4 separate regions of the Mus musculus genome follow, and all the other regions are linked to region 4. The links are chromatin contacts, called in public HiChIP or PLAC-seq and promoter capture Hi-C maps. All regions are on one chromosome and are shown on one strand. Each heading gives the region's core, a stretch centred on a gene start, on an enhancer-like site or on the middle of the called end of the contact. The rest is flanking DNA. Distances are from core to core; before and after follow the strand shown. Region 1 holds the start of Uchl4 (ubiquitin carboxyl-terminal esterase L4). Region 2 has its middle 5.1 kb from the start of Gm39360. Region 3 overlaps Map2k1 (mitogen-activated protein kinase kinase 1). Region 4 holds the start of Ints14 (integrator complex subunit 14).

Region 1 (3,211 bases), core at 67-2,566, 730 kb after region 4:
CCTGGGAGCCACATGGTGGAAGGTGAGACCTGACTCTTGCTCAGTGGCACATGTGTACCCACAGACACATAAATGTAACAAAAGTAAAACTAAAAAATGTAGTCATTGAAGGCAAGGAAAGCTGCTTTCCCCAAGGACGGCGAGGCCTACGTTTCAGGAAAGACCGGGCTTCGTATCATAGTATATTAACATAGAGACTTTGGCAGATTATTATTCTTTTTTGTTTGTTTGTTGTTGTTGTTTATTTTTTGTTTTTCGAGATAGGATTTCTCTATGCAGCGCTGGCTGTCCTGGAACTTGCTTTGTAGACCAGGCTAGTCTAGAACTTGGAGAGCCACCTGCCTCTGTCTCCTGAGTACTGGGATTAAAGGTATACACCACCACTGCTGGGCTATTCTTGTACTAGAACATTCCTTCTACAACAGTTTCTTTTGCCTTGTTTGTTTGTTTGTTTGTTTCCACATAAAGTTTAATTAGTCAAGTTAATGAAAATATTAAAAATTTTGAGTTAGTTATGGCATCAGAAATTTAACTTTTGTTGCAAATAATACAGTATTTGGTGTTTCTGTCAAGATGCTATGCTGCCGAGAGAGCAATTGCATTAAATCTTAACTCATCAGGGTCACGTTCCATGAACTTCTTGCAAACTTTTATGACATCCTCTAACAACGTCTCATCGCTAGTTTTCCCATGGTTAATTGGAAATGGTTTCCATCCATCTAATTCATAGAGATGCCCATCTACATGTACTAACGCAATAAAATGAAGATCTACTTTTTCATCTATACTTGGTGCCTCAGTCTGACCTTCATGTGCACTGGTTTCATGAGTAACTCGAATAGCGTCATAGTTCTCCAGGTATTTGGCTCTCTCTTCAGGGCTCATTGATACAGACTCCTCCAGGAACTTTTTCAATGTTGACCCTGATTCAAAGTGCACCTTGTCTTTGTTGTTTGCAATGGCATGGATTAGTCCAATCGTTCCAATCGTTCCACAGGCATTGCTGATGGTTTGTTTCATAAAATATACTGATGATGTCACATCTTGTCCTTGAGATTTTATCTTTTCTTCCTCTTCTGTTCTGAAGACTTCATACTTTTCTGTGATAGGGAAGAGGAGTAACACTGCGCACACTGGTCTTGGTATGATGCTAAGAAGTTCAGACTCCATCCCGTACACATCAACAAACTGCCAGTTAGGATGCAGGCCTAATTGCTTGAGAAACTGGTTGGTGACCTCAGGGTTGGCCTCCAGTGGCAGCCAGCGTTGACCCTCCATGACTGCTCCGTCGGCCTCTCTCCAGCTCTGACCTTGCCTTGTTTAATATTGGTAACTAAATAACTCCTGGGTTAACCATAAATGGAATTTGTTGCATCCCTATTTCTGAGTGTGGTAATTAAAAAAAAAAATCTAAGCCATTTTCATATTAAAAAGCCTTACCATCTTTAGCAGGGAAAGATAAGGGGAAAGAGTTGGAAAAGTACCAGAAACAAGTGACAGGTGTTTTGGTGAGTTATGTTTCAGCTTGCTCTCCAGTCACAGGAGGAGTGTAAATTGCTGGTGATCATGTGAGGCAGAGGGGATGGAGGGTGAGCGGAAATCAGTGGTTCCGGAGGCACCGACCCTTCCATCACCAGAGGCTTGCCCACTGCTGGGGACCTGAGACAACTCCTGGGCAAGTTGCTTTCCTGATAGACAGGGCTGCCCATGGGGACTAAGGCTTGCTTTAGTCTTCAAGGTAATAAAAATGGATGTGTGCAAGAAGACTAGTAGGATGGAGTCCAAAGACTAAAGAGGAACTGGAGAAACAGCTGGCATTCACTGAGGGCTTTCTGGTCTCTGTAGTCACGGATATTCTACAAGAACGGTTACCAGAGTCCATTGTACCAGTTGGCGATGTGAAGCTCAGGGAAGCTTAGTAGTTTCATAGGGTTGTATAACTGGTAAGCTGTGGATCTAGGTTAGAGCCTAGGTCAGGCCTCGGCTAACATCATTCCCCACCCCACTGTGTAAAATGCAGGAGGATTTTGTAGTGTTGTACTTTTCTAAACTAGACATTACCCACATATAGCTATTTATATCTAAATTAACTAAAATTCAGTACAGTTTAAATACCAGTTTCTCAGCCATACTAGTTACCTTTAAAAGCCTTATTGGCCACTGTGGCAACTGTTTTGGGCAGCATACATGTAGACTATTTCTGTCATTGTATAATGTCTGTGAGTACTGGTCTAGAAGTCAACCATCTTGTCCTTTAGTTAATTCTTGCCCTTTTGCTTTGCAAAGGACAAAATGAAGGATGAGAAAAGAGGCAACTCATTCAACCAAAGAACACAGTTGATCCAGGCTCTTAGCCTGGCTGCACAGTGGAGTCTCCCGTGCCCTCTGTCTTTCCTTAAAACACAAACCGTAGAATTTAGAAGTAGTGATTTTTTTTTTTCTGTGCCTCCAGCTTCACTCCGTCTCTCTGTTGCTAGATTCTTTCTTCTGAAGCTTTTCTCTCAAGTTCAAAGGGTATATCCGAGTTGGCTTCCCCCAAGGAAATAAAAGATGTTTGTTGGAAAGGAATTCCACGCTTAATATATGAAGCGGCCCTTGGATCCCTTTGCTTCCTTCTTTGCCTTCCTTCCAGGCACTTTGTAATTGAACTTGCAGCTGCTAACCATCTGTCTTCCAAACAGTTCAGATGACAGAGGTTTGTGTGCCTCAAATGCTCGCAGCTGCCTGTTATTTGCTGTCCACATACATGGCATTTGTGTAGGCCAGATAGAATTAGATTATGACCAAAATGACAGTGGATCCCAGCATAGTGCTGGGATTGATTATAGGCATGTATCATCACACCTCGCCCCAGATTACAGTGTGGTTCTAATTCGTTTGTTAAAGATTAAGATACTTAATGTTCATTGAACTGATATTAGATATGTATCTTGTATACCAGGTACTGGTTTGCAAGATAGACTTTCTCTCTCTCTCTCTCTCTCTCTCTCTCTCTCCCTCCCTTCCTCCCTCCCTCCCTCTCTCCCTTCCTTCCTTTTTAAAGATTTATTTATTTATTATACATAAGTACACTGTAGCTGTCTTCAGACTCTCCAGAAGAGGGCATCAGATCTTGTTACAGATGGTTGTGAGCCACCATGTGGTTGCTGGGAATTGAACTCAGGACTTCAGAAGAGCAGTTGGTACTCTTAACCACTGAGCCATCTCTCCA
Region 2 (3,333 bases), core at 630-3,129, 860 kb after region 4:
AGTTCAAATTCCAGCAACCACACAGTGGCTCACAACCACCCATAATGAGATCTGACGCCCTCTTCTGGTGCATCTGAAGAAAGCTACAGTGTCCTTATAAATAAATAAATCTTTGGGCCGGAGCAAGCAGGAACTAAGTGAACAGAGTTGACCGGAGCGAGCAAAGGTCCTAAAAATTCAATCCCAACAACCACATGAATGCTCACAACGATCTTTACAGCTACAGTGTACTCATATACATTAAATAAATAAATTAATTAATTAAAAAAATAGTTCTGCATGTGCAATTCCATACCAGTCTGTACACACTTACTAACAATGGAAATGAGTTTTATTTTTAGTTGTGTGTGTGCATATGATGTGTGCATGTGGGTGACCATGAAGACCAGAAGAGGGCATTGGATCCCCTGGAGTTAGAATAGAGGCTATGGATAGCATGCCAATGTGAGTGTTGAACTTGAGTCTTTTGGAAAGACAGAAGTGTTTTTAATGACTGAGCCATCTCTCCAGTCCCTGGAATCTGTGGTTTTCATAGATGCTGCCAAGTTATCCTTCATCAGAGATCTATGCGTTCTTCTTTTAGATTTATTTACTCCATGCATGTGTGTGTGTGTGTGAGAGAGAGAGAGAGAGAGAGAGAGAGAGAGAGAGCAGACAGGATGCTAAGATCTGAACTCTGATCCTCAGGGTAGGGCCTCAAGTGCTCTCTAGCTCCCAGGATTCTTTTTTTTTTTTTTTTTTTTTTTTTTTTTTTTTTTTTTTTTTTAGAAAAGGTCTCTTGCAGTCCATGCTGGCCTTGAATTTGCTATGTAGGTGAGAATGGCTTTGAACTTCTGATACTCCTGCCTCTGCTTCCCAAGTGATACCTGGTGTGTACCACCATGCCTAGTTACAGGATGCACGGGATTGGAGCCAAGGCACTGTGCATGATAGGCAAGTGCTCTACCAACTGAGCTTCATTGCCAGCCTCTCTCTTTCTTTCTTTCTTTCTTTCTTTCTTTCTTTCTTTCTTTCTTTGTTAATTTTTTTTTTTTAATTTGCATCAGTGTTTTGCCTGATATATGTCTGTGTGAGGGTGTTAGATCCACTGGAACTGAAATTACAGACAGTTGTGAGCTGCCATGTGGGTGCTGGGAATTGAACTCAGGACCTCTGGAAGAGCAGCCAGTGCTCTTAACCACTGAGCCATCTTTCCAGTCCTTTCTTCCTCTTCCTCTTCCTCTTCCTCTTCCTCTTCCTCTTCCTCTTCCTCTCTCTCTCTCTCTCTCTCTCTCTCTCTCTCTCTTTTGCTTCCTGGGTCCTGAGAAGAGCGGATGGGTGTGTTGTCCTCAACAGAGGCCTCAAACAATGAGGCTGCTGGCTGTGGACAGAAACCCCTACACCCACGAGCCAAAATAAACCTTCTCTCTTTGGGAGCTTCACTCTGCGATAGAGCTGATGTGGGCTTTCTGAAGTCACATGGAAGGGCAGTCATAATGTATCCCAGCTCTTGGTCACCCAGGATTTGGTTTGCAGGGCCCCACCCCCTCCCTGTCACCTCCCAGCCTGTCTGATTTGCCTGTACCAAAGAATAAAGGCAGAACCTTGGGCCCTCCTTCAATCCCCAAGGACTCAAAACAAACCCCTTACACTTCAAGAAAAGCTGGCCCAAGCCCTCTCTCCTTTGCTGATCTAGCCACCCGTCAAACCACGCTTGTCTTCAGTCACCCAGGCCAGGAAACCACACTGTGCCGCTTCACCCAGCTGGCTCCAACCTTGTCCCAGAGCAGGCTGGCTCTGCAACTCTGACCTTCTCTCCAAGCCCCCTCTCTTAGGCCATGAACCCCAGCCTAAGCGGTTTCCATCTCGATGTTACTGTGGCCAAGAAAACAGGAAGTGTCTGAGTCACCCCTTGTCCTCCTGGGCTTTGCCTCTTTAGAGTCAGGGAAGGACAAGGAGGGAAGAGGTTGGCTTCACAGAGTGCGAACCTCTTGCTGGGATCTCTCTTTCAGCTTGTGGGACCCAAGAGCCTTACTCAAGTTCTTGGGACTAGAGAAGGACATTGCCTTAGGATATGGACTTCAAGAGCTGCATCCTGCACCCTGCCAGTTGTGCGCCGGGGCCTTGGCTGGTGCCGCTCAGCTGGGGACACAAGAAAGCTTTAAAAGTTTTATTAAGCCAGGGTCACCTGCAGCCAATGCTGGCCACAAATTCCCCAGGTAGCTAAGGCTGACCTTGAACACCTGACCTTTCCACTCCTATCTCCCAAGTGCTGGGATTGCAGTGTGTGCCGTCCCTCTCAGTTGTGCCGTGCAGAGGATTGAATCTAGGGACTTGTGCAGCACACTAGATGAGTGCTCTACCAAGCTGAACTCCAGCCCTCGGTTTCCTGAATGCCTTTCGACCAGTTTTCACCTCTGCAGAGTGAGGCTAATCACACACCATGAGGTGATTCTGTGAGTATCACAGTCACTGGACTCATAAACTCAAAATCCTCTTGTCAAGCCCTATGCCATCCAGGCACAGTTCTGGGCACTGGAAAGAAAATAACAGCAACAGCCACGATGGCATGGACAGAGAGGGTCCCCTGTCACATGTCTCTGAACTCACAGGCTGTATGAAATAGGCCTTAGGACTTCGAAGCCACCATCTGCCATGCTCCCTCATCTCCCCAAACCGTCTGATGGCTAGCAGAGACACACTGACCCTGAGGTCCTCAGAGGTCCTCAGTTGCCATCCTAGAATTCCCCCTCCCCCAGCAGATGCTGATCCTTTCTCCTCCTTGTCACTGTGGGCTATGGGATGGGGAAGGAGGAGAAGGGGACCCTGGGAAACCCAAGTCCTGAGCTATCCCTCAAAGGAACACACATCACATCACACATAAGATAATCTTCCCTACCAAGCTGAGGTATGGTTCATGCTAGCATTTGGGTCACTATGGCCTAATTCAGGCTCTCTAATTCAGTCGGTTACATGTGGCAAGTGGCCCCCGTTATTGGGCAGCTCAGGTTCAACCTAACCATAAAGTCCCAACAATAGCATGACTACAGTTGAGTGCCATAGACGCCACTGGCTGGTGATTAAATGTGTGGGATTTTGTTTCCTTTCTGCTCCACTTTCTTTCTTTCTTTCTTTCTTTTTTTTTTTTTTATAAGATTTATTTATTTATTTATTATATGTAAGTACACTGTAGCTGTCTTCAGATGCACCAGAAGAGGGCATCAGATCTCATTACAGATGGTTGTGAGCCACCATGTGGTTGCTGGGACTTGAACTTCGGACCTTTGGAAGAGCAGTCAGGTGCTCTTACCCACTGAGCCATCTCACCAGCCCCTCTGCTCCACTTTCTTGGGG
Region 3 (3,453 bases), core at 453-2,952, 760 kb after region 4:
TCTCTTCTGGTGTGTCTGAAGACAGCCACAGTGTACTTAATTATAATAATAAATAAATCTTTTAAAAAAATAATAAAATGTGTTTAGCCGGGCAGTGGTGGTTCACGCCTTTAATCCCAGCACTTAGGAGGCAGAGGCAGGAGAATTTCTGAGTTCAAGGTCAGCCTGGTCTACAGAGTGAGTTCCAGGACAACCAGGGCTACACAGAGAAACCCTGTCTCAAAAAACCAAAAAAAAAAAAAAAAAAGTGTTTAGTTTTGTTTTGGAATGAAAGCCCTTTACTAAACAGGGCATAGTGGTGGGTGCCTTGGGAGGCATGGGTAGGTGTATCTCTGTGCGTTTAAAGCAGCCAGAGCAATATAGAGTGATCCTGTATAAAGTGTTCTATTACTAACATATCCTTTATTGTGAGACAAGGATCTTATTATTTAGCCCTGGCAGACCTGGAACTAACTATGTAGACCAGCTTGGCCTGAGAACTCAGACCCGCCTGCCACTGCCTCCTAAATGCTGTGATTAAAGGCATACACATCATGTACATTTGCTGATATAGTCTTTGTTTTATTGTTTTAAAAGAATTATCTATTTTATGTATGAGTATACCAGAGCTGTCTTCAGACACACCAGAAGAGGGCGTCAGATCCCATTCCAGATGGTTGTGAGCCACCATGTGGGATTTGAACTCAGGACCTCTGAAAGAGCAGTCAGTGCTCTTAACCACTGAGCCGTCTTCCCAGCCTTGCTTGTTTTTTGAGACAGGGTTTCTCTGTGCAGCTCTGGTTGCCCTGAAGCACCTCTTTTTGTAAGGCTTTCTTTTCAGGCAGATTCTCTTTAGTGAGGGCAGCATAGACCTCACCAGCCACTTACACAGCAGGTTCTGCATGTGCTCAATCCCAGGAAAGCTTCACCTTCTCTCCCCTGTCCACACCAGTGCTGGGCCTCTGATGGGCTTTCAATTAGGCCTGTTGTGCCAGGGCATTAATGTGCTTGTGGCTGGTCACATAGATTGATACCCAAGCAAAACTATTTGGTGTTTCAGAAGAAGATTATAGTAATGAGGAAATTTGTTAATAATTGTTGAGGAGAAGGAATGGATGTTGAAAGCAAGCAAATGGAATGTAGGGTGGAGCACAGTACTAGAGCATGTTGTAGCATGGGTAAGGCTGGGCTCAATTCCCAGGATTTTGGACAAAAGGAAGTAAAAGGGTTTCCATGGCAAAGTGACTAAGCCTTGAGTCAAAAATACAAACAAACAAACAAACAAATACCCAGTAATTCCTAACAGATGGTCAAAACAGGAGTGAGCAGATAGCTTATAGGCCACATTGTGCCTGCTTTCTTTAGATTTGTATGTTCTGCAAGCTAAGGATGATTTTCAAAGCTTGGTGACATGTGATAGTTGTGTGCAATTCAAATTTTAACATCCCTGGCCAGGTATGGTGGCACATGCCTTTAATCGTAGCCCTGGGGAGGCAGGGGCAGGTAGAGCTCTATGAGTTCAAGGCCAGCCTAGTCTATATAGCAAGTTCAGAACACCTAGGGCTATTGGAGAGACTCTGCCTCAAACAAACAATGAGCTTAATGTCTATAAATAAAGTCCTGTTAGAACACAGCCACACTTACTTGCTTAAGTGTTCTCTGTGACTGCTTTGTGGCTGTATTGGTATTTTCAAACAGTCTCTTGTGAAAGAAATGACTCATCCTAAAATATTTACTCTCCAGTTCTTTACTACAAAAGCTTCCTGTTGAGGCCCTGAAGTGTGTTGACATCCATAGGAGGCCTTCTCTTTTCTGAAGAGAAAGGCAGAGGGGGAGATAGGGGCAGGGAGGGGGCAGAGAAGTGGGCCTGGAAGGAGAGGAGGGAAGGGAAGCTGTGGTCAGTCTGAATGTAAAGGAAATATAATAAATTAATTAATGGGGGAAAAAGGTTCCTGACCCAAGTTAAGAGAAGGAAGGATTAATTGCCTTGGAGAAGGTAAGCACCAACCGTGGCTCTCAGCTTGTTTCTGTGGGTTCTTGAAGAATGACAGCTTTACAGCTCTTTTTTTTTTTTTTGCTTTTTTGAGACAGGGTTTCTCTGTATATCCCTGGCTGTCCTAGAACTCACTCTGTAGACCAGGCTGGCCTCTAATTCAGAAATCCACTTGCCTCTGCCTCCCAAGTGCTGGGATTAAAGGCACTTGCCACCACTGCCTGGCGGAGAGCAGTTCTTTAGGGGTTGCCATAGCCCAGTAACACAGAATACTAGAGAAGGGGGGGGGAGAGGGAGGGAGGGAGGGGGAGCACCATGAATGGCAGGAGGAGACATGAGAGAGAAGTAATAGGTTTTCTGAGAAGCCCCTAGGAGCGGAGGGCAGGTACTAGCTGGAGGGGTGGTGTCAGGAGGACTTGACTTTGGTCCTTTTGGAATCAGTGTCACATTATAGCTGTGGGTTGGGGGTTGGGGGGAGGGGAGCTGTGATTGAACCTGCTGGTCATGGAGAGCAGTGACCTACTAGCAACCCTGGGGCCCTGATTGCCAGTCTGTTAGCGGTAACACTCAGAGAGGAGTCTCATGCCCAAAGAGATTGGTTTGCTATGGAAGTCTCATTACCTGGTTATTACTCTAAAGGTGGTCCTATTAACTACTACCAAATCAAGAGGGAAGGCAGCTCATGAGACCTGACACCGTGGAGGAGCAACAGTAGAGTCATTCTCAGCCTGAGGCTAGGAACCATGTTAATTAGAGGCTTCTGTTGTGGGATTGTCTTCTATATGGGAACAGCTGGTTTTCTTGCTGGAAGTAAATGCTGACTGGCTCCATACAGCACCGCCACTCAGAGGTGGCTACAGCAACTCTTTGGAGTTTTTCCAAACATGTCTTTCCCCAGCATCCTGGTTGCAGGTAAAACTTCATGGAAAGTTCCTTCCAACTCTACCCCTTTGAGTGATCCTAGCAAAACTGTAGGTAATTTATCTGTCTTACCTCTTCCATTTCTTGGGACAACCCAGGATCAGATGAAACTGGCCAGTAAATCTCTAATAGCACCAAGGTGATGGTACTTAATAAAAGAACATTAACCCTAGCATTGTGGAGTCAGAGACAGGCAGATCTCTGAGTTTGAACCAGCCTGCTTTACATTGCAAGTTCCAGGCCAGTCCCAGTCAGGGCTAAGAACACTTTGTCATGTGTTATTGCCCCCATCCCCCCTTAAAACCAAATACAAACGTATGGTCCTAGACTGCTATGTGGTTGCTGCCTTCACAGAGGTTCTGGTCCAACTTGGAGAAGTGAGACCATAGTGAGTCAGATTAAAGACTGATGGGTGGATGATGCAAAGGGTTGGGATTTGCATTGAGACAGTGGGTTTCCTTTCACCCTATCAGTAAAGGGCTAGGATTTTAGGAGCATGATTGGCAGAAAGTGAGCTGCAGTTGAAGGTAGTGATGAGCACATGGTTACTGGTTACTCTC
Region 4 (3,396 bases), core at 221-2,720:
AAATAATAAAATTTTAAAAAGACTTTGCTTCCTAATGTCTACTCAGGTTTACATCTGGCACACAGCAGGTGCTCATCAAAATCTCAACATAACCAATGAACTACCCCTAATACAACATACATTAATTCATTAGGAAAATACATTGTAAATTTTAACTCTGTACACAAAAATACACTTTCTTATTTAAGCAGAGCCACCAGGGAGTCCTGCACTTCTGCTCAGGTGCAGTTTATCCAGCTCTTGTGGGTCACATTTATGCACGGAAGCCTTTATGGTTTTTAAAGCTGATGATCACGCCCTCACCTCTTAAGAGATTGAGAAACAGTTTTCTGGATCAAGTACCAACAAGCACTTCCAGTCCATGAAATTGCTGCTAGCACTGCAATGGGTGACCGCAGCTGTCAGTCTGGCCTTCTCTGAAGACACCTGAGAAGCTGGCTCTTTCTCCTGACTGATGCATTTGTGTCAGGGCCCGAGTGCACTTCCTCAGCCGTGGCCGACTTGTGGCAATCCAATTTTGTTTTTGGGTTGTAAGCACTGGGATAAACGAAAGAATGGAACGTCCCTGAAGGCTGTTTCACTCAAGCAGTCTGGGCTTAGCCACAAAACTGAAAAATAAAAGATCTCTCATTAGTAGATAACACGATGTATTTCTCACTTGGGCTGACTCTGATCAAATTTCCCCACACCGCCCTCAGCCTTTCCAATTGGTACCATTTTACAATGTTTCAGATAACCAAGGGTTTTCTTTCTCCTGGACAGTCTACTCCTGATGATACATCCTCGCCACATGACTGCTCTAAAAGCCATCAATTACATTTATAGTTCTACTCTGAAGGGGATCATTAGCCCATTCATAGCAATTTGACGCTCAGGAATCTCTCAAAGCTCCACTTCAGTTTCTAAGTGCATACACGTCGGCTTTTCTGTCGCTCTGGCTTGCCCTACGAATTCCTCTAAATTCTCAGATGATTAATATCTGAATGGGTAGCCTGAAGTGCAGCAGAGTTCACTTAAGACTGCAACTGAAGAATAGACCTTTACCTTTAAAACGAGCCCAAAACATTTGTTGTATGGAACTCTCGGGGAAAGAGGGGACGGAAGTCTCAGGGTCCAGGGACGGAAGACTCTCAGGGGAGGAAGAAACACGGCCCCAAGCGCGGAATCCTGCTGCTTACAAGACCCGGGCCACACAGAGGGCAGGCCTGTCGCAGGCCCTGGAGCCAGCGCCCCTGAGACCGCCACCCTACGCGGGCCTCAGAGAAGGTCCGCCGCCCGCCCTGTGTTGTTCCTTCCACTCCTTCCCCTGTAACCCCAACCGCCATCGAAACACAGCCCTCAACAGGCACATTCCCTGACTTACCCGGAGCCCATCTCCAGCCTCTGTCCGTCCGCTTAAACCTTCCGTCCGCGCGCCATAGCCGGAACTTAAGGGCCGTGCGACATAAGGGAACCCGGAGGCAGCGAATAGCGTGGGCTGGGCGGGGCTTCCAGCCCACGGGCGCTGGGTTGTGGCTCTCCCGGGACGCTAGGGGGTGCTCCTCCTCTGTCTCTTGCCCACGGAGCCCCAATTTCCTCCCAGGCTGAGCCCTGCGGGGGGTTTCTGGCCCTTCCCCCTTTGTCTTACCCCATTCTGGGTGCCTCCCTCCATTTATCTCTGCTTTGCCTTTTTATTAACCTGTAGACCCCTGGCCAGTGTCTAACATTTCTGTCATTGCTTTTCTTCTTCAGAATTCTCAGTCACACCGACAGAACAGTAGGATGCTCTTCCTACTCTTAAAAAACTGTAATCCCCGGCTGAGTGCTCAGACTGTAAGCACCTGGCTGCCCTGAGTCTAAGTTGCATTGAGATCTTAGTACCACGTTATTTCCCTACCCTGACTTTGAGACCGGCAGAAGCGTGACTCAGTTATTGCTTTTGTGCCTGAGATGTGCTGAAGGTTTTGCTTTTAGGATTCCATGTAAGGCTTTGAGGGTCCCTGCCTGCTTCTCTCCACCAGGTGTCCCTAGCATAGCATATGCCTCAGGGAGTTCCTGGGCGGGGATGAGAGGGTGAGGTGGGCAAAAGGTGACTTGCTAACCCTGTGGGCTGTAGGGGCCTGGAGAATGTCAGTTAGTAGTAGGCCTCAACGGATGCTAACAGAACGCTGGGTAGTTATGGTTCAAAGACCAATACTTCACAACAGCAATTACAAGTGAGAACACAGAGCTCCCTGTAAAGTCTTAGGCATATGGCTTTCTTTAAGCTTATGGGTTGCAAGCGGGATAAGGAAGGGAAACTCTTAGAACTGACTTACCACAACTTGCTCCGTGGGAAAGTGTTTGTTGTTCTTTAATGTTTCCTCTTTCTATTAGAGGTGGCAGAGAAAGCCAACACTAGACTCTGGGGAACCAATATCAAGGCCGCATGGCCTGTAGACTTAGCTTTTGTTTGCTGCAGGACATCTTTCTCCAACCAGGCTAGTTTCAATATTTCAAAAGACCTTGCTATGTTTGAACAGTTATGGGGCTCTAGGTAAGTAAGAATATATAGCCTGATTACTTAGCCGTAATGGGAGAGATCTGGCCAAGACTATGCAGACAGAGGAGTTATCTGTCTAGTTGCTCTATTGTGGTGATGATTCAGCCATGGATTGCTGTTCTAGGCCAGCTTAGATACATGGTCTGGTTTATGACCTTAAAGACTAAACTTAAGTTAATTAGTTTGCTCATTTTTAATGATCTGATAGGTGTTCAGATTTGTTGTCGTCGTCCTCGTTCTGCTGAACAGCTGGCTTTTCGGTGACGTAGAAAGGAATAAGTCTTTTTTTTTTTTTTTTTCTTTTTTGGTTTGGTTTTTTGAGACAGGATTTCTCTGTGTAGTCCTGGCTGTCCTGGAACTCACTTTGTAGACCAGGCTGGCCTCGAACTCAGAAATTTGCCTGCCTCTCCCTCCCGAGTGCTGGGATTAAAGGCGTGTGCCACCACGCCCAGCAAGTCATTTTGTTAAAACTGATGATAAAAGACAGAACCATCGAGAGGGGACCTCATGATTGGCTCCAAATCAGAAGTTTGTTCAATGACGATAAAGTCAGAACATCAATGACAAGAGACAGAGTAATTCAAAGGAGATGGCTTTCAAGCCTTAACTTTCCCATCCAAAGGATCCCGTGTCCACATGTTCCCACACGTACTTTAAAGGAAACCAATAAATAACATCGCTTTGTAATATCTCACCTCTTATTTCCTGACTTAAAATAGTGAACTGCTGTGACACAGGCTTTGAAAAGGTGGAGTGGTTTGGCCATAGTGTGCTTGTAAAATGGAGGTTAGTGACAAATGTGAGCCCCTCTCAGGGGTTCACAGGGAGTTCTAGATACCCAGTTTTTGGGAGGCACTTGTTGAAAATGTAGTTTC

The links. Promoter capture Hi-C pulls out the DNA fragments that hold promoters and counts their contacts. HiChIP or PLAC-seq counts read pairs in DNA pulled down with a chosen protein or histone mark.
Region 1: a contact with region 4 is called in an H3K4me3 HiChIP or PLAC-seq map of fetal liver, with 7 times the contacts expected there. The contact joins the promoter of Uchl4 here to the promoter of Ints14 in region 4. A contact is called at or near these places in 15 of 39 promoter capture datasets (the 3T3-L1 cell line, the C10 cell line, the HPC-7 cell line and 9 more), 1 of 115 datasets of contacts at active chromatin or transcription factors (fetal liver) and 1 of 9 other capture datasets (macrophages).
Region 2: a promoter capture Hi-C map of pre-B cells shows a contact between it and region 4, with 3 times the contacts expected there. The contact joins the enhancer-like site here to the promoter of Ints14 in region 4. A contact is called at or near these places in 5 of 39 promoter capture datasets (the C10 cell line, hippocampal neurons, liver and 1 more) and 2 of 115 datasets of contacts at active chromatin or transcription factors (bone marrow-derived macrophages and large pre-B cells).
Region 3: a contact with region 4 is called in a promoter capture Hi-C map of hematopoietic stem and progenitor cells, with 4 times the contacts expected there. The contact joins the enhancer-like site here to the promoter of Ints14 in region 4. A contact is called at or near these places in 18 of 39 promoter capture datasets (the 3T3-L1 cell line, the C10 cell line, the HPC-7 cell line and 12 more), 3 of 115 datasets of contacts at active chromatin or transcription factors (embryonic hindbrain, embryonic stem cells and stem cell-derived neural progenitor cells) and 2 of 9 other capture datasets (adipose tissue and macrophages).

What each region holds. Positions count from the first base shown.
Region 1 is chr9:64,233,306-64,236,516 of GRCm38.p6, reverse strand. It overlaps Uchl4 (ubiquitin carboxyl-terminal esterase L4), which reads right to left and starts at 1,316. Exons shown (of 1, transcript NM_033607.1): 1 at 155-1,316. The coding sequence starts at 1,278. The coding sequence ends at 577. The region is part of intron 1 of Map2k1 (mitogen-activated protein kinase kinase 1); the gene reads left to right.
Region 2 is chr9:64,103,982-64,107,314 of GRCm38.p6, reverse strand. No RefSeq gene overlaps it. Among named protein-coding and RNA genes, the nearest start is that of Gm39360, 5.1 kb to the right of the region's middle. Within about 2 kb of position 1,879, at least 82 of the 459 cell types and tissues checked have an H3K27ac peak or open chromatin away from gene starts, as enhancers often do. A contact at or near this core is called in bone marrow-derived macrophages and pre-B cells, where this site is marked.
Region 3 is chr9:64,200,785-64,204,237 of GRCm38.p6, reverse strand. All of the region lies in intron 5 of Map2k1 (mitogen-activated protein kinase kinase 1), which reads left to right. Among named protein-coding and RNA genes, the nearest start is that of Snapc5, 23 kb to the right of the region's middle. Within about 2 kb of position 1,702, at least 62 of the 459 cell types and tissues checked have an H3K27ac peak or open chromatin away from gene starts, as enhancers often do. A contact at or near this core is called in the HPC-7 cell line, erythroid cells and hematopoietic stem and progenitor cells, where this site is marked.
Region 4 is chr9:64,958,906-64,962,301 of GRCm38.p6, reverse strand. It overlaps Ints14 (integrator complex subunit 14), which reads right to left and starts at 1,470. Exons shown (of 13, transcript NM_001077631.2): 1 at 1,364-1,470; 2 at 304-608.